Regions from separate parts of the Oryza sativa genome. Here region 1 is linked to region 2. A link is a contact called in public HiCAR-type data. All regions are on one chromosome and are shown on one strand. The core of a region is the stretch at or near the end of the contact, and the rest is flanking DNA. Distances in the headings are between cores, read along the strand shown. Region 1 holds the start of LOC4345435 (thioredoxin-like protein CITRX, chloroplastic). Region 2 holds the start of LOC4345425 (patatin-like protein 2).

Region 1 (4,115 bases), core at 1,274-3,773, 160 kb before region 2:
CCTGATGTTACGTAGTTAGAAGTTAGGGGGCCAACCTGTTGTGCCCCTGGCATGCAAAGTTCCATCCACGTCTGAACATTGCATCGTATGATAATGCTATTGGCGTTCCCCAGTGATCTGAGAGATTGAAATCAGATATTTTTGTTGAGCCGGTAGTACTTTCAGCGTGGTCATTTCAGCATCGCACGATTATTAACATATCACTATATCAGATGCTCCGTCTCAATGTATCGGGTGGTTTGTGCAGCATTTCAGTTAAGTCAGTGTTGTAAATGGTTATCAGGTGACAAAGATAAAAGGAGATGATCATTGCAGTAAACATATGGCATGCAGCAGGGGAGCAGTAGCTGGGAGCTGATCATTGCAGTAAACATATGGCATGCAGCAGGGGAGCAGTAGCTGGGAGCTGTGTATTTGCCGACGGAGAAATTCACGTCGGCATTGGTAGCACAAATCTGAGTTAACAATGTGTTTGGAAAGTGAATCCCAAGTTGTGTGTTCTCAATGAAAGCCTGATTTATGAACGATACAGACATGGCATCCGTTTTTCAGGATAGGTGTTTGGTCCCAGTGTTATTTGCTTGGTTCTCATGGCTATTTTACTTTCGCTTAAGAACATAATAATTGTAAACTGAATTTCAATTTGAAGATCTGAACAGACCTATTCTTGGTGCTTTGTTTTCAGCACAAATTAATTAAGTATTCCCTCCGTCCCTAAATATAAGGGATTTTGGTGGAATGTGACACATCCTAGTACAATGAATCTGAATAGACTTTTGCTCAGATTCGTTGTACTAGGATAGAAATTTGTTCAGATTCGTTATACTAGGATGTGTCACATCCTATCAAAATCTCTTATATTTAGGGACAGAGGGAGTAGAATAGAAGATTTGGCGTTCGATAAGGAACGATGGGTCGTAGACAACCTCATTATTTATTCCACCTTCATATACTGGGAGAATAGCAAGGAGCATAGTAAAAAAAGGGGACCTGGCCGGTGGTTGAACCGGAAAAAACTGGAGCCAGTGACCTTGGCAGCTCAGTTCAGCTCAAAGACTATCCCTGCAATCGAACGGGTAAAAAATCGGTGAACCGGTAGGTTTTATTTGAACTGGTGAACCTCGGCGGTGGTTTTTTTAGAATCGAGTTGTTTTTAATTTGTCATATGGCAGTATGACATTATGGGTTTGTTAAGTTACACTACATTTATTTTTTTTATGTTGTGGTCATATAATAATAGATATACTGGTTTATTTATGCATATTTCATCAATTTGTGATGGTTCTATATTAAAAATAATGCAAAACAAATATAATATTAATAAATTAAAAACCGGTGGTTCGACCGGTGACCCGACGGTTTGATCGGTGAATCGAACGGTCAGAGTGGGTCGACCACCGATCCCTTTTTTTTTTTTTTACTATGATAAGGAGGGAATATTGTTATGGTGGACAACCATGAAAAATATTTTATGCATTTCCAACATAAATTTACCCTTTGATTCTTGGGTGAATAGTCTTTTTTATTCATGGGTTTAGCTTAAGATTACGAAAAGACATGTATGTTGTAGCATTGCGGGTCCTATATTATTGCTCTATGATGGCCTTAAGATTCGTGTGAATGTGTGGGTACTGTATTAGGGCATCCGCAATGGTTATCTATAGACTCTTTACACGAGATCCATATCAGCATATTTTTCTACTTGGAAGAGATTAAATGAAGAGAGAGAGAGTAAAGCTATCTACTAACCTGGAGATAGTCTATAGAGAAAGACGAGGCAATGGATTAGAGAGCTATAGATACCCATGTAGACATCATTGAAGTGGTTTACTATTAATCTAGTCTATTGCTAATATGGACAATGTTTTATAGATAGTATCTTACTTTACCATTGCGGGTGCTCTTATGGTTCTGGACATAGCTTAAAAAATGCGAAGAAAACAAGGAGCTCATATATTCTACATGTTAAAACTTAGAACTTACCGTCACGTAGATTTTTGCCATATATGGATGAAGATTCAATAATTGCTTTCTTTCTATGTATTGGTTTTTATTCAGTATTTATGATGTTGTCTAAATGTTTGTTCACTTTGAAAGAATTTTGTACTCTTTTCATATACTTTTGATAATCATATTTTATCTTGGTACACAGACCAAGGATAAGTAATTCTACTTCTCATTCATTTAAACATGTTACTAGTCATTCCTCGTAAACAAGCGATTTATTAATATTTATATTTCTCGATACTCATGTATCCAATCTTGTATGGAAAAATAAGAGTCACGCATTAAATCCGAAAAAAGTCATTAAGAGGATAAGTTGTTGGATTGAAATATGCTTATCAAAAATAAAATTTTTAGATTTAGAAATATAACTATCAAAAATAGATGGATGAAAGTAGATGGATGGAGAAGTGATTGTAGTTTTTTTAGGTAAAGTTCAGGATTTATTCAAGACAGATATTTAGCGAAAACCAAATGTTTAAGGCTTTTACCCCTCACATCATCACTCACAGGCAACTCGCCTTTTTTACTCGAGTAGAGTAGCGACAGCTCGCGAGGCAGAGACAGGATAGGATTATCTCTCCCACACTCGCTCCCCCCAGCCATGGCCATGGCCGCGGCCGCCTCCCTCCTGCCGGCGAGCGCCGCCCCAACCCTCCCCGGACGCGCCTTCCGCCCGCCCCGCAACTCCACCCCGACGGCCTCCCTCTCCTGCGATGGCGGCTCCCGCTGCCGCGGCGTCGGCCTCGGCGTCATCCTCGGTGGGTGTCGCGCGCAAGGCGTTCGACGGAATGCCGCAGCCGAGACCTACGTCCCAGGCTCCGGCAAGTACATCGCCCCGGACTACCTCGTGGTACGATCCTGCAAGGCTCGACTCGCATTTGGCAGTGAGCCTGGCTACGTTCGAGGAGTCTGCTCGATCGAGTCCTACTTGGGTATCTGAAACGGGATATATCTTTCCTTCCTCCTTTCATGGTTGCAGAAGAAGGTGACGGCCAAGGAACTGGAGGAGCTGGTGAGGGGGGAGAGGAAGGTGCCCCTCATCGTGGATTTCTACGCGACGTGGTGCGGACCCTGCGTCCTCATGGCCCAGGACATCGAGATGGTAATATGTGCCCTGCAAATCTTACATTCCCCGTTTAGTGTTTGCTTCTCTCTAACGTTGGGCAACACTCTCTGACCAATTACAAGTTTGCGCACCCTTCCCACGTAGAGTTATTACTAGCAATGAAAGAGGAAACACCCATAAGAAAAAGAAAAAAACAATCTTCACATATGTTTGAAAACATACATTAAACTGATTTAGGGAGTGTTTAAAGCTTCACATGATTTTGAAAACATTTGTATGATTTAGGGTCTCTGAATGTCTAGCTAGCACCAAACTGAACTGGGGTGTTAGTAGGTGTCATGTGCCATGAATACTCTAGTCTTGTTAATTAAGCACTTACTTATCAAGATTCTAATCCAAAATGAGACTACAACAATTTTAACCATTCTCTACTTAGATTAGTAAAGAAATGGCAGACCCAACGTGTATGTCTGTGCCTAATAACGAAAGGGAATGATATAGCCAGTGCAAGATGCCTATGTCCATTCCAAAATCTTCCCTGAAATTTGTGGCTGTTACGCTGGTGGTATTCTTTGTATGCTCTGAATTTGTCAGAGACAATATTGCCTTTCCTGCAAGCTCCACCCCAGTGTTCTTGACAATCTGAATTTATTGAAGAAACTTTGATTTAATATATTCAACAATAGTGTTTCCATCACATTTGTATCTAGATCTTCCCTAATATTCTTTTATACTCCCTCCATTTCACAATGTAAGTCATTCTAGCATTTTCCACATTCATATTGATGTTAATGAATCTAGACATATATATCTATCTAGATTCATTAACATCAATATGAATGTGGGAAATGCTAGAATGACTTATATTGTGAAACGGAGGAAGTAATACTTATAGGTTTCAAGTAACTTCACCAAGTGCCATATATACTTATAATGCAAACTCATTTTTTGCATCCTCTTGTACTATCAACTGATTTCAACATTTCTGCCATATAATGTGTCAGCTTGCAGTTGAATATGAAAACAATGCCCTGTTTGTGAA
Region 2 (4,123 bases), core at 47-2,546:
TGGATGCATCCTTCTGTGCCTGGACATACATGGATATAATAAAATGCACATGTAAATTTTACTTCTGTTTACAATATATAGTGATGTCCTTTTTCATCACTATAGTATATATATACTATACAGCTTACAAAAAGGATTGTAATAAGTTTACATCAAATCTAGAGAAGATGGTGGGCTGGAGGAGCTTGATGTCAAATGTGGGGATGACGACGTTGGTGATGGCCTGGCTAATCCTGGTGTCACCGAGCAGCTCCTGCACAATGGACCGGAGGTATCGCCCGTCGTACTTGGGACCCATCATGCTCTTCAGCAAACCCAGGGGTCCTTTGCTGCATTTATACATGGGAACATTAAGGTTTGCCTGGATGAATTGGCATGATCAGAACCGTGTAGAAGTGACTGAAATTTGTACGTATTTTCACATGATCTTAATTAATTAACTGCCAGTCGACTAAACTTGCAGAATAAATAGCCTGAATTGAAATGCGGCAACTATAGTATAAAGTTGTGAAATTCAATTTTCTTTCTTTTTAAAACTAATTTAAACCACTTTACGCTTATCTAATTATCTGCTGTTTCATCTATGCTCTAAGTAAAACTTGTACTAAAGTTAACTCGCTGACTGATTCACCTAATTAACTACATTAATTTTCATAATTAAGTTAACGTACCCTTTTTTTCACGGCGAGAAATAAAAGTACAGAATGTTGGATGTAAAATTTGGTCGAGAAAAAAGTAAATACAAACACCGTATACATGTATACGTACATGACAGGAGGGAATATCTTGGGGCTATGCCGGAGGTAGAAGTCGACGATGTCCTTGGCGGCGAAGAGCGGCCGGCCGTCGGCGCCGGGCGCCGCGAGCATGGCCGTCACCAGCCCGCCCGTGCTCGTCCCGGCGATGACGTCGAAGTAGTCCGCCACCCTCGCCGCCGGCCCGTCCAGCTCCTGCAGCTTCTCCTCCAGGAACGCCAGGATGGTCCCCGGGATGATCCCGCGCACGCCGCCGCCGTCGATGCTCAGCACCGCCACGATGCTCCCGAACGCCGGCGGCGGCGACCTCGGCGTCGGCAGCGCTGCCGCCGCCGCAGTCGCCTGCCGCCGGCCGAGCGCCGGGTCCACGGTCAGTGACCCCCCCGCGCTTCCTCCGCCGTTGCTGCTGCCGATGAGCTCAGCTGGGACTTGCACTGGCGCCATGGCTGGCTGCTTGAGCGAGCTAGAGATCGACTGAGTTGAAGGGGGAGGTTGGTCGCGGTTGTAATTATAGTGTGGGAGCATGCGTCCCTCGCCGGCGGTGTTATATATACGGCGGCGAATGGCGGTAGGTGGTGGCGCCGGAGATCAGCACGTGCGATTGGACGGCAAAGCGGATCGGGGGGAGGGGAGCTTTCCCGGAATCTCGCTGGCTCGTGCTTTTGCATTGCATGCATGCTCTGCTTGAAACTGTAAAGAAATATAATGTGCCGTACGGATAATGGCCCGTGACTCCGTGAGCCGTACTTTTCTACGCGGATAAGCTGGATATGTGTATAATACTAGTCCCGTTTTTAATAGATGACGCCGTTGACTTTTTCCATTTGTCTTATTCAAAAAATTTACATAATTATAATTTATTTTGTTATAAGTTGTTTTATTACTCATAATACTTTAAGTGTGATTTATGTCTTATATATTTGAATAAAATTTTTGAATAAGACGAATGGTCAAACATATGAGAAAAAGTCAACGGCATCATCTATTAAAAAACGGAGGGAGTATATACTAATATGCTTACGAAATTAATTTGGTTGCAGCTAAAGCTCGTGGTCGTCATGATGCACACGCTACGCAGCCACGCATGTAAAGTACTCCCTCGTTCATATTCCCTAGCAGTTACTCCCTCTATTCTAAAATATAAGTATTTTTAATTCTTACACGATTTTATATATGCTAATTTAACTAATAACATTTACAAAAATAAGATTTTATTTTTAATAAAAAGAGTTGCATATTATGATAGCTTGTTGAATGATAAATCTAATGACATCAATTTTACATAATTGATTTTTTTACTATTAAAAGTCAAAGTCAAAAACGTTTGATTTGTCACTATGCTAAAAATGCATATATTTTTGAACGGAGGAAGGAGACCTATTACATATTTAGATTTTTCAAATATGTTATTTCTATTTATAGTCTCTATTTATCTCAGATTTAAATGAAAAGGTAAAATGTTGGGTTAGAATCCAAGAAGTTATCTTAATACTCATAGTTTTCATGTATATATATACTCCTTTATCTTTGTTACATGTAAAATAAGTTAATTTCTTTTTGATCTTGGTAACAAAAGTAATAGGTGTAACTTTTGTGAAATAAGAGAGTAAAATATATAAACCTATCATAAAAAAAGTGATTTTTGTGTACGTGACTCTCGGTAGGTTACAAACGGACCTGGCCATGTCTGCAAAAATCGAGCGAGCATTTTTCGTATAAGGGTCATTAAGAAGCCCGCATGTAAAAATTGATTTCGTAGGCGAACCCCTAAGGGGCCGCATGAAAAAATAAACTCTTTTTTTTTCATGTGGACCTCTTAAAATGCCCGTATATGAAAAATCATTATATGAAAAATCATTTTTATGTATGCGGGTCTCTTAAGGATCGATCTACAAGTCTAAATAGCCTCCTCCTTCTCGTCGCTGTCCTCTTCAACTGCCGCCGGCCCCATCCACGCCAACATCGCCGCTCCACGCCGCCTGAGCCACAGCCCCGCCGGACCCGATCCGCGCTCCTCCTCCTCCAACACCGCCCCCGCATGCCCTCCAACAGCTGCCTCCGTGGAACAAGACATGAAGACGGAAAAATAGACTTATTCCTCTACAGTAAACATGCTCACATCCCATATGAGAAATTAATACCCAACGGTGGCCCATTTGTTACGTGCATATAAATACACACACACACACACACATATATATATATATATATATATATATATATATATATATATATATATATATATATATATATATATATATATATATATATATATATATATATATATATATATATATATATATATATATATATATATAATTAAAAAATAAGTAAGGCTTTCGGTTGATTTTTTTGGTCCGTCATTAAAGGATGGGCCCACGTGATTATTTCGCCGCTAATCCGTGAATCCGGATGCATTACGGCGATCTCTGACGCTCCGCACAAAAAGAGAAACGAAAAAAAGAAAAACCTAGCGAGCAGCCCAGCCAAGACGGCAGCAGGCCGGCCCAACAAAAAGCAAACGTAGCCCAGTAGCCAGCCCACAGAGTAGAGAAGCAGCAGCCCAGTACAACATGTGTGATACTGTAGCAAATGAGCACTGTAGCACGAATAATACCACCTAAATAGGAGGCTTGCCTGATACTATCTATATCTATAACTAATATAAATATTCGTATTTTTTCTTTCGTCACATCTAATTTTCGTCCGTACACAATCCGATTTGGTTAGCAATAGCCATGGAAAAAATTGCAAAAAAAAATCCGCCGCACCCGTCGTCGCTACACCGTGCCAGCGAGACAGGAAGGAGAGCGGGAGAGGGAGCGCGGACGCTGTCGACGCCGCCGTTGGGAGGGCGCCGTCTCCGCCGCACCCCGCCATCACCGCGCCGTGCCGGCGAGAAGGGAGGGAGAAGAGAAGGGAAGCGGTGCCGGTGGGGGGGAGACAACGCCGGTGGCGGGGGAGGCAGCCGGCTGGGGGGAGGGGGAGAGGCGGGAGAGGGGGAGAGGGAGCGGCGCCGCCGGAGGGGAGGGGAGGCGAAGCGGTGCCGGTGGGGAGATGGGGAGGGGGAGAGGCGGCGTCGGGGCGGGGGAGGCAGAGGCGGCCGGCTCGGCTCGGCTGGGAGGGAGGGGGAGGGTTAGGGTTCTTATCAATTTTAAACTGATCTGAGCCGTCCATCAAAACGAACGGCTGAGATCGATCGAGGGTTTGGGCCGCACCACTTGGGCTGCACCACTTGGGCCGCACGCGGGCCGGCGGTCCACCAAGTGAGAGGAGGAGTATGGGGGCATTAAGTAGACTTTGATCGCTTACGGGCTGAAGAAGAAAATAGGCTGAAAAAGGCTCATAGAGAAAAAATAATTTTTATT

The links. HiCAR-type assays count read pairs that join an accessible place to other places.
Region 1: a contact with region 2 is called in a HiCAR-type map of leaf, with 2.4 times the contacts expected there. The contact joins the promoter of LOC4345435 here to the promoter of LOC4345425 in region 2. A contact is called at or near these places in 1 of 15 Hi-C or Micro-C datasets (leaf mesophyll) and 2 of 4 datasets of contacts at active chromatin or transcription factors (both in leaf).

The regions. Positions count from the first base shown.
Region 1 is chr8:17,954,518-17,958,632 of ASM3414082v1, reverse strand. LOC4345435 (thioredoxin-like protein CITRX, chloroplastic) reads left to right here and starts at 2,523. Exons shown (of 4, transcript NM_001422547.1): 1 at 2,523-2,857; 2 at 2,987-3,109; 3 at 4,078-4,115. The coding sequence starts at 2,609. LOC4345436 (pre-mRNA-processing factor 39-2) reads left to right here. Exons shown (of 14, transcript XR_001548302.3): 14 at 284-676.
Region 2 is chr8:17,796,219-17,800,341 of ASM3414082v1, reverse strand. LOC4345425 (patatin-like protein 2) reads right to left here and starts at 1,296. Exons shown (of 4, transcript XM_015793485.3): 1 at 769-1,296; 2 at 152-329; 3 at 1-19. The coding sequence starts at 1,280.